Linked DNA regions of Delphinus delphis: region 2 is linked to region 1. The links are chromatin contacts, called in public Hi-C maps. All regions are on one chromosome and are shown on one strand. The core of a region is the stretch at or near the end of the contact, and the rest is flanking DNA. Distances in the headings are between cores, read along the strand shown. Region 1 holds the start of PPP3CC (protein phosphatase 3 catalytic subunit gamma). Region 2 holds the start of PDLIM2 (PDZ and LIM domain 2).

Region 1 (6,506 bases), core at 717-3,216:
GCTGAGCCTGCGTGTCCGGAGCCTGTCCTCTGCAACGGGAGAGGCCACAGCAGTGAGAGGCCTGCGTACCGCAAAAAAAAAACCCAAAAAAACCTCTGTGCTTCCACTGCAGGGGGCATAGGTTCAATCCCTGGTTGGGGAACTAAGATCCTGCATGCTGCCCAGTGTGGCCAAAAAAACAAAGATATATCTGAGATCCAGATAGTTGGTTACTTCTTCCACAACTATTATTGGATAATCCATCTCTTCACATTGGTTTGCAATGTTTTCCTAAACTCTTTGTTTTTAGCTATCCTGTTTGTTCTTCCAGATGACGTTTAGCCTCTACTACGCTGCAGGGAACAATTTATTTTTGACCATTAGAAATTTGCTCTGTTTGATAGACGTGTGGAGCTCTGATTACTTCCTAAGTGAAGAACTTCCTCAGGATATCTGAACAATTCTCTTGGGTGGAAGCCTGAAGTCAAGACCCAAGAAAACAGAACCAAAATCTATTCAGCTCCCTCAGGTGCTCCTGCCTTGCTGGGATTGCTATGAATGGCCTTAGGCCAAAACTGCAAGGCATAATTCAGGGTCTGACTCCAGTGTGTATCCCCAGATCTCCTCCCAATACATAAATCTATAGTAAAGGAGATTTGGTTTAACTCCTATAATCTTTTACCAGGAAGCTGTACAAAAGAACTTTCTGCTATGATGGAAGTGTCCTATTCTACCACATCCAATTAGTTAGCCACTAGCCACAGGTAGCTATCAAGCACTTACATGGCTAGTGCACTTAAAGAAATGAATATTTAAATTTTATTTAATTTAAATGTACAGAGCCACCTATGACTACTCATTGGCCACCACAGTAACTGTTAAGACCGGTTTGCCTGTAATTTGCATATACTTCCTTGGATCTCAGTTTCAATATTCCACTATCACGGCTAAAATCAAAATACTTTTGACTTTACCAGGCACTATACTCGATGAGGGAAGACAGTTTCTATTCTAGGCTTACAATTTAAGGAGAGAAAAGGTCAGTTTTTAACCTGGAGAGGAGTCAGATTGCTAAATCTACGGAGACTTGCCCATCGTGTTCCACAGTAAGGATGACCGGGGGAGGCAGGTACTGTGTCACTGCGTCAGAGGGGAAGAAGGGATCACTCCTAGCTGTGTAGGTGACACGCAGAACTTATGAAAAGGTCAGTTCCTTGCACAGAGGAGGTCTGGCCCAGGGGCTCCATGGAGCCGGCTGCCGTCCCCTTTCTGACAAGTGCAAAGGCAGAGAGGAGGCCACGGCACCTAGCGGAGGGTCTTATCCACCCACTCGGAAACCGCCCCTCCCCGCGCACTACCGGATTAGAACTAGGATGGACGCGATCGTCCTTCTTACTATACTAACCGCCCTCGACAAATGTGACAACTTAAACCAGGGGTTTAAATGGGTTTTACTGACTGGGGGGAGGGTAAACTGTGGGAAGGAGCCTGATCAACTTGATAACGTCTCCCAGACAGAGTGGGGGGGAGACCCCGAGGAAAGGGAGGGAGGTCACCCGTGGGGAAGGTCTGGGAAGACAAGGGCTCCCTGCAAGGTGGCCCCAAGCGGACAGGAGGTGCACTGCTCCGCCGAGAGGCTGCTGGGTCGCTCGGGCCGGGTCACAAGATGGCCGCTGCTCCACTGGGGCTTTTGGTGCAGGACCGAGGGGCCGCTGTTAGGTGATCCAGGCCCGCGCGGCGCAGGCAGCCGAGAAGGAGTCAGCTGCAGGAGGGGCAGGCAGAGAAGGGAACACTACTCTCGGAAGCTAAAGCGGAAGGAAGCGCGCGTGCGCGGAGGGCGGCCGCGCGGGCCGGGAGCCTCCGCGCGGAGGGTAAAGCCGGGGTCGCTGACTGCCCGGGAGTGGGAGGTCAGGCGGCCCAGCCGGCTGAGGCAGCGGGGCCGCGCGCTGGGCCTCGGCGCGGCGCCGGCGCCGGCGGCGCGCGGGCCGCCGGGAAGTTAGGAGGGCGTCGAGCGGGAACGCGCACGCGCGCGCACGCGGGGGCGGGCCGCGCGCAGCCGCGGCCGCTGGGGTTGCCTCCCTCGACTGCGGTCGCGGGCGCTCGCGAGTCCGCGCCTCAGGAGGGAGCGGCCGGTGGGCCCGCATCCTGTCCGTGGGGTTCGAGGCTGGGCTGCCGCGGCCGCCTCCTTCTGGTGCCTGGGCCGCCCTGAGGAGCCGGGCCGGGGCACGGCTGACTGACCGGCCCCGGGGAGCCGAGACCGCTGGAGGCGAAGGCGGAGGCGCACGTCTGGCGGTCTCCTGGACCGGGAGGAGGCCGAGGGGACCATGTCCGGGAGGAACCTCCACCTCTCCACCACCGAACGCGTCATCAAAGGTGCCAAGCGGGCCGGGCCTTCCAGTCGACCAGCGGCAAACGGCCCTCGGCCGGGCGAAGGCTCGGGGCCGGAGGGAGGGAGCCGAGGACAGGAGGCAGGAGGGCGGCGGGATCCCTGGCGGCGCCCATCCCGGAGGAGGACCTGGAGGGGGTGTGGGAGACGGGAGGCCGGGATCTCCACCGGGGCTCCCCCGCGGGGGCGCCGGGCGTTTTCTGTTGCACCTGGACCAGTAGCTAGCTGGAGATTGCTTATTTATCTCCCGTAGTGTCGGATTTCCAGGCAGGGTGGCGATCTCTTCTCCCACCACCCCCAAAGAGTCTGGATCCACATATTTTTTAAAAGAAACGATTCCTCTTTTCTAGGCTCTTACCTGGGGGAAACCATCTAGGGTGATGTGGGTAGGGAGTTGAGTAGACCCTTCCAAGTCAGATCTTTCTGCCGCTCCTCTTCTGTAGGATCAGATCTTTCTTGCCTCTTCCCCACCCTTTTTTTAAGGATGGATACCACGTACCTTTTAGCCCACTTTCTTCAGATCATCACAAGTCACTGCTGTTAGTAAAAGAAACAATATAGTGAAATAAATGCAAATAAATTCATATTGTGATATTTGAAAGGGATCTACAGATCTCTTGACATGATTTTTGGTGTTTTATTTTCCTTTTGGCCATAGAGACTTGGAGAATGATGTTCCCTGTTTCAGATGTCCAAAATAAACTAAAGTGTTCCTTACTAATACATACAGGGTTTTACATTGTAGTTGTTTCTGCCCTTAAACTAAGAATAGTGGTTTAAATATAACCACTAATTTATGTGCCTCTTTTGTTCAGACATAAGACAAGTACAACTCTTCTGAGTTTTAATACTCGGTTTGAAAGCACTATTTTGTAAGAAGGGAATATACCGAGACCAGGTGTGTTAGTGACCTCTGAATAAAGGGGTTAATTGTAAGTGGGGAAAACTATTAAAATACTTTTATTTTTTCATTCTGGTAATTAGAAGGAGAAAGGAAACCAGGATTGGTGACAAGAAAACTTTTTTTTTAAGTGGAGAAAAATTATTGAATGTTCAATGAAGGGAGAGAATTTTAGTGTATAACTTAGGTGTTTTTTTTCCCCTAAAAAATTCAGCATCATAAATGTTGATTGCCTGCAATATGTAATTTTAGTGTGTAATGTAGTTTTCCCCCCAAAAAAGTCATCATCATAAGTGTTGATCATAAATGTTAATTATCTACACTATATAATATTTACTAAATGTAATGAGGTTTTTGAGATTTATCTACTCAGCATTTGTGTGGTATCATTAGGGATTTAAGAGAATTGTTCATAGAACTGACAGCCCTTTAACTGCTAAATTCTTTTGACCATTTTAATGTCAGTCTTTATAGTATATAACCCATGAAGAGTATATAACCCTCTCTTAAGATTCAGAATCTACTAAACATAATCTTTTTTGATAAATCAAGGTCATCATTATGTACATTAATTTCTGTCCTATGCAGTTAATATGGCTGGTGCATTCTACTGTATAAGGGTGTTGGCAGTTTCCTCCTGTGCTGAAATGACTCCTCACTGCTATACCAGTTTAGTGCTTTTGTCTGTTCTTAGTTTATCTGCTGCAGTACTGCTCTCTATCTGTCAAAATATGCCCTTCTAATCTGCCACTTCTAAGCTGAAGTAGGCAGGGAAACCAGATAAACCAGAATAGTGTGTCAAGTCAGAATAAATAGGATCTGAGTGAAGCTTAGTGGTGGTAGTCCTCAGACCTTCGTGAATCTCAAATTCTGATCGCCATTGTAGTATGTAATTTCTACCATAACGTGCCGTAAGATATCAAGGAAATTTTTAAATGACCCTTTCAGACCCTTAAATATAGAAGGAAAGTAAAACAATATGTAGCTAAAATGCAGGTGCTGGCTTATTGCTAGGCATGCCCACAGTTAAGTGAATACCCTCATAGTCTATATGATTTAAATTTGTTTTTTGGTGAAATTTTATAAATTACTGCATGTTATTATAAGATTACCCTTAAAAAAATGAAACATAAATGATTTCAAGCCCTTAGAATGGGTGGATTTGTCTCATATATAAAAACTTTAGTATAAGAACTTGAACACAGCAATTTTGGCTTCCTGGTGACTTACGTTGCTTTTTTTTTCTGGGTTTTCCTGAGTTTGAAATATTGAGGTTTATTCTAAGAAAGTAAGGTGTCACTGTATATATAGCTAAGGTCCGGTTGTACTGTACTGGGTTCTAAATCCTGATCTAATATTATCTTTTCTGGCCAGAGTTGTTTGCATTTATTCACAGCTGGAAATCTTTTTCAGAGGTGAGACCACACCCCAGTTATTCTTGGTTTTGTCATTTCCTGTTAACTTTAAATTCTGCTTAATTGTTTTGCTTGAGCAAATCTTGGAGAAGAGTGGGTGGGTGGGAGTGATTTGTATTTTGTGTCTTTTAAATAGCAGCCTTCCTAAAATGAAGGACTAGATTGGAGGTTTTACTCCTACTTCTCGGGCTTACTTGTGACCTTGCCTTTTTTTTTTAACCTTGCCTTTTTACTTAAACTCTCTCTTTTTTTGCTTCAATAATCTCATCTGCAAAATAGGGTTAATAATACCTTCTTTGTCAAACATCTCAGCCACGCAAATGACATAATGGATGTGAAAAGCTTAAGACAAGGTAGTATTATGAAACATGATAGTAGTGTGAGAATAAATCAGCTGCTTCATAAGTGGATAATAGAGAAATCATTAACATTCAAAAAATATCAGAATCGGAAAGCATATGAAATTATAAGTTAGGAAACTGTTCCCAGTCAGGAAAATACCTCTTCTACAATATAAAGGATATCTGGGTGGAATCCCATGGATAACAGCATACAAACCAATAATACAGTCTGTCTAGTACTTCTCTGGCAGCTGGTTTCTTCTCTAGCAGTTGAAGGTATTTATTTTGTGTTTAAAAATATAAACATTCTTATGATTTCACTCATTTATTAAATGTTTATGGAGAGCCATCTGTAATGTATTCCCAATTGGTGCTCATTTGCTGCTTCTTTGTTTTAAAAATTAAAATTTGTATGAGCCTCCAGAACAGTCCATATACACTGGGGGCAACACTACTCGTATCTGGAGCAGAAAACGAGAAACCCAGATAACTGCATTTTGAAAATCTTTCAGCTTGATTTTTTTTTCTGGTTTCCAAGTTTCTTTTCCTGTTTGAAGGAATTTTTTTTCTTTGACAGTGATTTTTATAAAAAGTTTATTCCTGTAAGCTGAATCTTTTCAGAAACAGCAAGGAAATTTCACTAGGCATTACATAACAAATATAGAGAATCCATTGTCTGAGTTTGCTCTTTGGTGGCCGAAGGGGTTTTAACAGAAGTCAGACTTCTTCTTTTTTTTTTTTTTTAATCATTGAATTGTGCACTTTATTTATTTATTTATTTTTACTATTTAAAAATCTTTATTCAAATCAGATCTATGCTTATTATTTACATTATCTTTCATTTAGGTTTAAAATATAATATCCATCTGTAGTTTAAATCATACTTTTAGCCCTTTACAAAATACGAAGTTAAAGTTGTTATAGTTTAAAACTGAATAGAATTGGGGACATTAGATTTTTAAATGAAAATGAAAAATTATGATACATTAGAACATACATGTACACATACTACTAGACAAAGAGTGGTAGAACAAGATAAAATATAGTAATTTTCTATTTTTTCTTGTGGCTATTTTCTATATATTATAAAGCACATACTTTTAATAAGTATTAAAATAAAACTTTCAATTAATAAATCAAATGCCAAATGAAGGATTACAAGAAAAAAATTTTCCTGAACTTTTCACTTACTTAAACTACATGTTTTCCTAGGTTAGAAATTATCCATATTTAGAATATCTTAAAGTATAGATACATTTGATCCCCACATGTTAAACACTGTACAACTGGAAGTTCTCAAAAAAGAGGTAAAGAAAAAGAAAGAAATGGTACTCTCAATTTAGCTTCCCAAGAGTTAGACGGATGCCCACAGTCTATGCTTAGTTGTCTATATATGAAACAGCAATGTTCACACCCCTCTTACTCTTTGTTTATATCCTTGACTTTGTTATGATTTATATTACCTTTCCGTTTTCTTTCAAGAA
Region 2 (6,992 bases), core at 157-2,656, 130 kb after region 1:
AAGCTGGGCATCATCCCCAGTTTACACAGGGGAAACTGAGACCCAGAGGGGCTGAGGAAACTGTCCGAGGTCACACAGCTGGGAAGAGGCAGCCCCAGCCCCCCGGGCAGTGGTACCTGCCCTACCTGCAGCTTCCTGTTCCCTCAGGGACTTCCAGTCTAGCTGGGGAGGCAGAACGGGTGCATCAGGCAAAGAGGCCACACCAGGAGGCCTGGAACTTCTTAGTGGGAGAGTGGCTTACACACACCGAGGACAGAGGGTGTGGGAGGCCAGGGACAGGGGACGTAGCTGCCTTGGAGGCGGGCTGGTCCAGGGCATAGGTAGGCAGCGAGAGGGATGGTGAGGGCACACCTTGCAGACAGAACTCAGAGGGAATGACTCACACCTGAGGCAGGCAAGTTACAGCTGTGCCTCCAGGTGGCCTCCCCTGGAAACAGGCCAGCCTGAGAGTGAAGTGGAGACCAGAGGGAGATGGGAGAAGCCGGCTCTGGTGGGCCCTGAGGTCCCCAGGGTGAGGGTTGCCAGGTTTGGCTCTGGGGGAACCATTTGCCAGATGGTTCTGAGTTGACACCTGGGGCCTCTCCTTGGCTGTCCTCTCCTGACCCCTAGAGCCGGGGATCCAGGTGGTTGGCAGAGGGCTGGGGGCAAGGGGGATCAGGGCCATTGGTGGTTGTTGGTAGCGGCCGGCCGCAGGCAGGGCAGCCGAAAGGGTGAGGGGAGGGCAGCCAGGAACGGAACAGGCATCAGCCCGCAAGGGACGTGTGTAGCCCAGGAGGGGGCCCGGTCACTTCCAGCCAGAGTCTCTCTTCATCTCCTCCTGGGCCTGGCATGTCGCCCTGAGTGGAGCAGGCTTACGGCGCATCTCAAGCAGGGAAGCTCTGCGCATCCAAAGCGCCGCAGCAGTCCGCGACCACCGCCCCGCGAGCGCGCGGGCCAGGCAGGAAGGCGGAGGGGCGGCCTCTGGGTTGGGATTTATGGGTGTCGGGGCTGCATCTGCGCCAGCCTCGGAGCCTGGAGTGGGCGGAGGAGCCGGGCGGGCCGACCGCAGACAGCCCCAGCCTGCCCTCCCCCTCCCCCTCCCCGGCCCTGGACTGGGGTTGGGGGAACTCAGGGCCCCTTTGAAGGAGGGGGGGCGAAGGCGGCCTGGGCGAGCTTCGGGGGTCAGCAGGCTCAGCTGTCTGCGAAGTGGGACTCCGGGCCCGTCACCGGGTCACCTCCCCTGACCTCGAGAGGATGGGGACACCCCGGGGAGGACGGCCGCAGCCTCTAGGGGGCTCTCGGGAGAGTAGCCCCGGGCCCCTAGCGGGCGCGGGCCAGGTGGCAGCGCCGGGGCTGAGCTGCGCGGAGGAGGCGGCCTCCCTGGCCAGGGGCGGCGGCAGGGGCGGCCCTGGGATCACATGGGCGGAGGCAGGTCCCGGAGTCCCGGGCGGGCTCTCCCCAGAGTCGGGCAGACGGCTGCGGCGGGAACGGCGGCGTCTCCTCGCCTCCCTCCTTCCTTCCCTTCGTTCCCCGGCCCGGCCGCCCAGCCCGACAGGTGAGCGGGAGCCGGGTGAGCGCGCCCACCTGCGTGCGGTCCGCACGGCCGGCGACCTCCCCGGCCCCGGCGCCTTCGCAGCTCCGCGCGCCTGCGGCCGGCTCGGCGCCCGGACCTCTCCTCCGCGCACGGCCGCTCCCCGCAGCCTCGCCTGCGGTCGGCGCCCCCCGCTAGCTGGGCTTTCCCGTCCCGGGTGCTCCTCCTCCAGCCCCCGGCGTGCGCGGGTACTTTGGTCTTGGAGCTCAGAAGGAGCCAGAAGTGGGCAAGCCGGGCCGACGGTCTGGGCACCTCCCCGCGGCCCCCGGAGCGGAGTCCACTGGCCGGCTCAAAGGTCTGGGAATCCAAGGCATCTGCTAGCCGCCAGCGCCGACCTGGGGCCTGCGGGAGGGACAGAGGCTGGGCCTGGGCAAAAGGGGAAGCCGGAGGGCCGGGAAGAGGGCAGACAGCCCCGCTCGCCTGGGCGCCCTCTCCCCAGGCTCCTAAACGCGGGAAGTGGCCCCAGTGTGCCTGATAGACTCGGGCAGCGCTTGTAGTCTGTGGGCCTCCCCAGGGACGGCCTCAGGGTGGGCGCTGGGTAGGGCGGTGGCCCAGACTGGCACTGCAGCTTCCTGCCTGGGTTGGCTCCTGACTCCAGAGCTAGAGGGTCAGGAAATCCTACATGGGTCTGGTCTACAGGGACACTCCCTTGCCCAGTGGAGGGGCAGTGGGTGGGAGGCCTGGGGCCCCAGCTAGCGGGCAGCATCAGTCAGCTCGCCCTGTTGGCCAGCGCCCGGTGGCGGGTGTGCCCTGCTTGGCAGATAAGCCCGTCCTTCTTGCCGGAGCTGCTCGGAGGGCAGCAGGCTGCTGGCGGAGGTGGGAAGCCCAGTCTTGCCTACCTGGACCACACGGCCAGGGGCGTGGCAGGCAGCCAGGAGGCCCCTCTGAAGACCCTGGCCTCACGTGGGCAAGCTGCCCCGTCCCCAGCCAAGTACTTGAGAGTATGTGGTGGTACCACCCCTTTCTGTGCTGTCACCTCTGTTCCCAGAGCGCTGCCCTCCCCCAGAGCGGGGAGGAAGTCTCTTGTGCTGTCGGTTTCGGGGACCGGAAACAAGCACTAGGGGGACTTCACCCTGATGGTGGAGGAGGGGAGAGGGAGGAAATGCTGACATCTACCACCTGCCAGCCCCGCCCGCCCGCCTGCCTGTTCTCAGCAAGCCCCTGTGTGGCACCCTGCCGCTCTGCCGAAGACGGGGCAAAGGGGGACCTCAGGAGTCCTGACTTCCCAGGGTGGGGGGAAGTGGAACTGGGGCACGCGGGAGAGGTTAGTCACTTCCTCTACCCACCTCCACCCACCGCCAGCCCCTGACTGGCTCCTCCGGGGACCTGTCACCCCCTTCTGCCACCTCACAGAGTCCCTTGCGGGGCGAGGGACAGGCTCCATCTCTCCAACCTCTCTCCCTCAGGTATGGCGCTGACGGTGGACTTGGTGGGACCTGCACCCTGGGGCTTCCGCATCTCGGGCGGCAGGGATTTCCACACGCCTATCGTGGTGACCAGGGTAAGGGCTAGTTCCAGGAGACGGGGAGGTACCCCCAAAATCAGAGTCTGCCCTGTCCACTTGGTCCTCACAGACACCTTTCTTTTTCTGTTTTGAAGCCAGAGGCCTGCTTCTGGGATCGTTGGCGTGGGCAGGGCTGGGGCCCCGTTGCCATGGGGATGCGGTGGCCACTTCAGAAACAGGCTTCTAGAGAGTGAAAGGGAGCTGGGCCCAATGCAAGGCCTTCTCTTTTCTCCTTGGCCACTAACCCCATACGTGCTGGCAGCCATTTTAGGTGATTAGAACAGGAGCCCCGAGCTCTTGACAGTTTTCCCCTGACCCAGGTCCAGGCCAGGGAGTGTTCACGCAGAGGGCCTGCGTGCAGGCATGATTTGATTTGCACGGGCAGGGCTCTCTATCCAGAAGTATTTCCAAGCACAGTTCCTGAAGTTCTGCCATTACACGTTCTTTGGGGAGCCCCGTTAGAAGGCCAGCGCTGAGGTGGGTGGCGGGGGGCTGCCACTCCAGCTTTTGGAGGGGATTGGCTGGTGGGCTGGGTGGACACCGGCAGGCGGGGAGAGAGATGTTAAAGGGAGATGCAGGCCAGCCTGGTTGAAACCAGCCTCTGTGTTTCTTGGGCAGGACAAGGAAATCCCTTCCTCTCCATCCCTACCTGCCTGAGTGTCACCTCAGACTACCTGCTCCTCACCCCCTACAGGTAACTGAGGAGGGCAAGGCCGAAGCCGCTGACCTCCGGCCCGGTGACATTATTGTGGCCATCAATGGTGAGAGTGCAAAGAGCATGCTGCATGCCGAGGCCCAGAGCAAGATCCGCCAGAGCCCCTCGCCGCTGAGGCTGCAGCTGGACCGGTAGGTCCTCCACCTCTGCTGGGCCTGCCAGCACTCTTCTGCCTTCTGCCAGCCCGCTGCACAGTGGCCGCCCTCACCTCTTGCTCTCAGCTCCAACCTGGCCTTCCTGGGCCCTCACGGCTCATCCGTGAGAAGGTCCCAAGCTCTGGGGCTGCAGCAGGGTGGGCTGAGGGGTGTCCCTGTGCCCAGCTGGGCGTGCACTCACAGGCAGAGCAGGCTGGCATCAGCCACCTGGACACCCGGGTTTGACTGGTTCCCAGGTGTGCAGGGTACAGGGCGTGGGCATGAAGTCGGTTGAAGAGGGGAAAGGTGTGCCTTAGGCTGGGTCTGCAGGGCCCCTGCCTCCAAGAGGGGAGGGGAGAGCCTTTGCTCAGATCCTGGGGTGGTGAGGAGTTTGGGGGCTCACTCCCCATAGAACCACTCCGTTGCTCCCCAAGTTGCCTCTCTGGGCCCTGCTGGGGAAGGCAGATTCCCAGGTTCCTGGGACTTCAGCCTGGGGGTGTGGGTGGGAACAGGTGGCTCCCTGGGGGTGGGGCATCCCAGTGAGTCACGGGGCAGGAATGCTGGGAGATTCCCCAGCCGGGAGAGCCCTCTGGGCGGGCCTTGAACCTGAGTCAGGTACCTCTGCTCCGTGCCCTCTCCTCGCCCCTGCCGCCCTACGTCACTGCAGAACCTGGCTCCCGTCTCCTGTGACGCTCTCACGGCCCGGCCCCTTCAGTGACTGTTTTGTACCAGTCTGGCTCATGAGTGTTTACAGGAGTGGGACCCAGAGGAGGAGGGTAGAGAATAGCTCATGGCATCTGGGAAGGGGACCAAAATCTACAAGAAGCTGCAAAGTGGGGCGGGGGAGGGGCAGGGAGCTGCTGACACCATCACTTCCTCTCGGGTCCCTCCAAGAGGGACCCAGCTCCATCAGAGAGGTGGGCCTGGCCGAGTACCCCCAGGCCTCCAGTTCCACGCTGGGCAGGTCAAGGCTCCCTGTCTCTTCTTTCTTTTGCCCAAACCCTTCCTAACCTCCCCCAGTAACCCACCCCCAGGAGACCTCTCCAGCACTCAAAGCCCCAGGCAGGAAGCAGTGCTCTGGGCGGAGCCAGGGCCCAAGCTCCCCTGCTCTGGCCCTAAATTCTCCCCAGGGAGGGAGGCGGAGGCTGTGGCTGGTGTGGCGTGTGGTGACTGAGGTTCCTGCTGACCTCTCTGGAGGCAGTCAGACATCCAGGAACGGTGTAGTGGGACATGGTGGGCTCATCCCGCACCCTCAGCAGCTCCCAGTCCTCCAGTCACCTCCTGTTTGAGGCTTCAGCCAGGTTCCACTGGGCAGGGCTTTGGAGGAGGTGGGGGGTCCCTGGGGAGTTGAGGAGGGGGAGCCTTGGTGATTAGCAGGGGAGCTGGGCCGCCTTGTTCTCTAGGTCCTTCAGCTGCCTTCATGGCAGGAAGGGGGGCTGGCTCTACCCTCTGGTTTACAGGGGGCGGGGTGAGGGGGGAAGACTTTGGAAATCACAGGGAGGGATCCTCTCAAAGGCAGAGCTGATGGGGGACAGGCCCCTGGGCAGAGGGGGCAGCTGGCCCAGCCATTGTTGGCCTTTAGGAATTTGGGCAACTCACTTTCCCTCTCTGGGCTTCAGTTTCTCCAGGGGTGAAAGATAAAGGATTATTTATGCACAATCAGCAGTCCAAATCAATCTACAAACTGATGCTGACCAGCGACAAAGTCTGGATGAAATGCTCCCCCCACCAAAAATAAAAAAGACTAGAAAAGGAAAAGTAAAGGCGAGGCAGGGGGAGGGGTGATGATGTGAGGAGCTCTTAAAAAAATTTTGAATTTATTGAACTTTTTGCTGAAATGATGTCCTTTCTACTTTTTGGTGCTAAATTGTCCTTTCTTTTAAGAAATGATGGTGGTCGTTGAGGACAGTTGTTTGTTGTGAATTTGACGAAGTTAAAAGTTGGCTACCCGATGTCCAAATGTTTTGGATATGTTCCTAATCTTGAGAACCCGGGGACACTCTGTCTCCCTCTGTCCTCTCTTCAGGCCTCAGGTTGCCTCTCCCGGGCAGACCAACGGGGAGAGCTCCCCTGAAGTGCTGGCCACTCGCTTCCAGGTAGGACGGCGCCTCCTGCTGGGAGCCCCACACCCTGAAGTGATGGGGGGCCCCCTTCCCTGCTCTTCCCGGCCCTGCCCTTCCAGGCCCCTCTCTCCGCAGGGCTCCAGGAGGACACACACCGACAGTCAGTCCTCCCTGCGGTCTTCCTGCTCCAGCCAGGCCTCCCTCAGCCCCCCGCCAGGCAGCCCCTTCTCCACCCTGCCCCCCGCCAGCCCCCAGGCCCCCGTGGGAGAGGTGGTGCCCAGCCACAGGTGAGTGCAGCGGGTGGGCCCCCTGGCCACCAGGTCCGAGCCGGCCTCTCAAATTCTCTGTAGCTGGGTTTAGGGGGCCCTAGGGTCACCTCTGTCTCCCGGGGCAGCCTGGTGGCGGGGCCCCTGGCACACACTGTCCATTTCCCCATTTCAGTTTCCAGAGCCTGGCGTACTCCCCGGAACCCACTACTGCTGACCACTTGTCCTACAGGGGCCGCCCCGGAAGCCGACAGGTGAGGATACCTGAGGGGAGGAGAGAGCCTCCTGTCCTGGCTGGTTGCTAGTGGTGCCCATGGGGCTGCATGTGGCTGGTCCCACCTAGGCGGCCAGCACCACGGTCTCCTAGTAATAGGCACGCTCCTCTCTGGAGCCGGGAGGCCAGAGCTCTGGTGAGGGTCACACTCACTGCACCGGCCCTACCCGTCCAGACCCAGGTGTCCTTCTACCTCTTACATTCAGACCCGCCGCTGCCTCCCCCCTTCCTACTGGCTTCCTCCCTTCTCAAGTGTTTCTCTTGGGCCGGGACCGAAATAGTTTAGCTGCTGTTGTTGGGATGATTCCCTTTGGCTGTATCTCTTGAACACATTCCTCCCCATTCCAAGCCCCATGCCCGCCCCCAGCTCCCATCACCCATTCCCCCTCTTCCTCCTCTGACTCAGCCCCCGAGAACCACCAGAGAACCACCAGCCGGCCTGTGGTTCCGACTCCAGTTGCACTTG

What was found. A called contact is a pair of places that touch in the nucleus more often than the background predicts.
Region 2: a Hi-C map of lung shows a contact between it and region 1, with 4 times the contacts expected there. The contact joins the promoter of PDLIM2 here to the promoter of PPP3CC in region 1. A contact is called at or near these places in 2 of 3 Hi-C or Micro-C datasets (lung and muscle).

The regions. Positions count from the first base shown.
Region 1 is chr6:99,397,917-99,404,422 of mDelDel1.2, forward strand. It overlaps PPP3CC (protein phosphatase 3 catalytic subunit gamma), which reads left to right and starts at 1,967. Exons shown (of 15, transcript XM_060015143.1): 1 at 1,967-2,352. The coding sequence starts at 2,304.
Region 2 is chr6:99,527,545-99,534,536 of mDelDel1.2, forward strand. It overlaps PDLIM2 (PDZ and LIM domain 2), which reads left to right and starts at 1,407. Exons shown (of 10, transcript XM_060015154.1): 1 at 1,407-1,534; 2 at 2,977-3,071; 3 at 3,769-3,920; 4 at 5,950-6,019; 5 at 6,122-6,273; 6 at 6,428-6,506. The coding sequence starts at 2,979.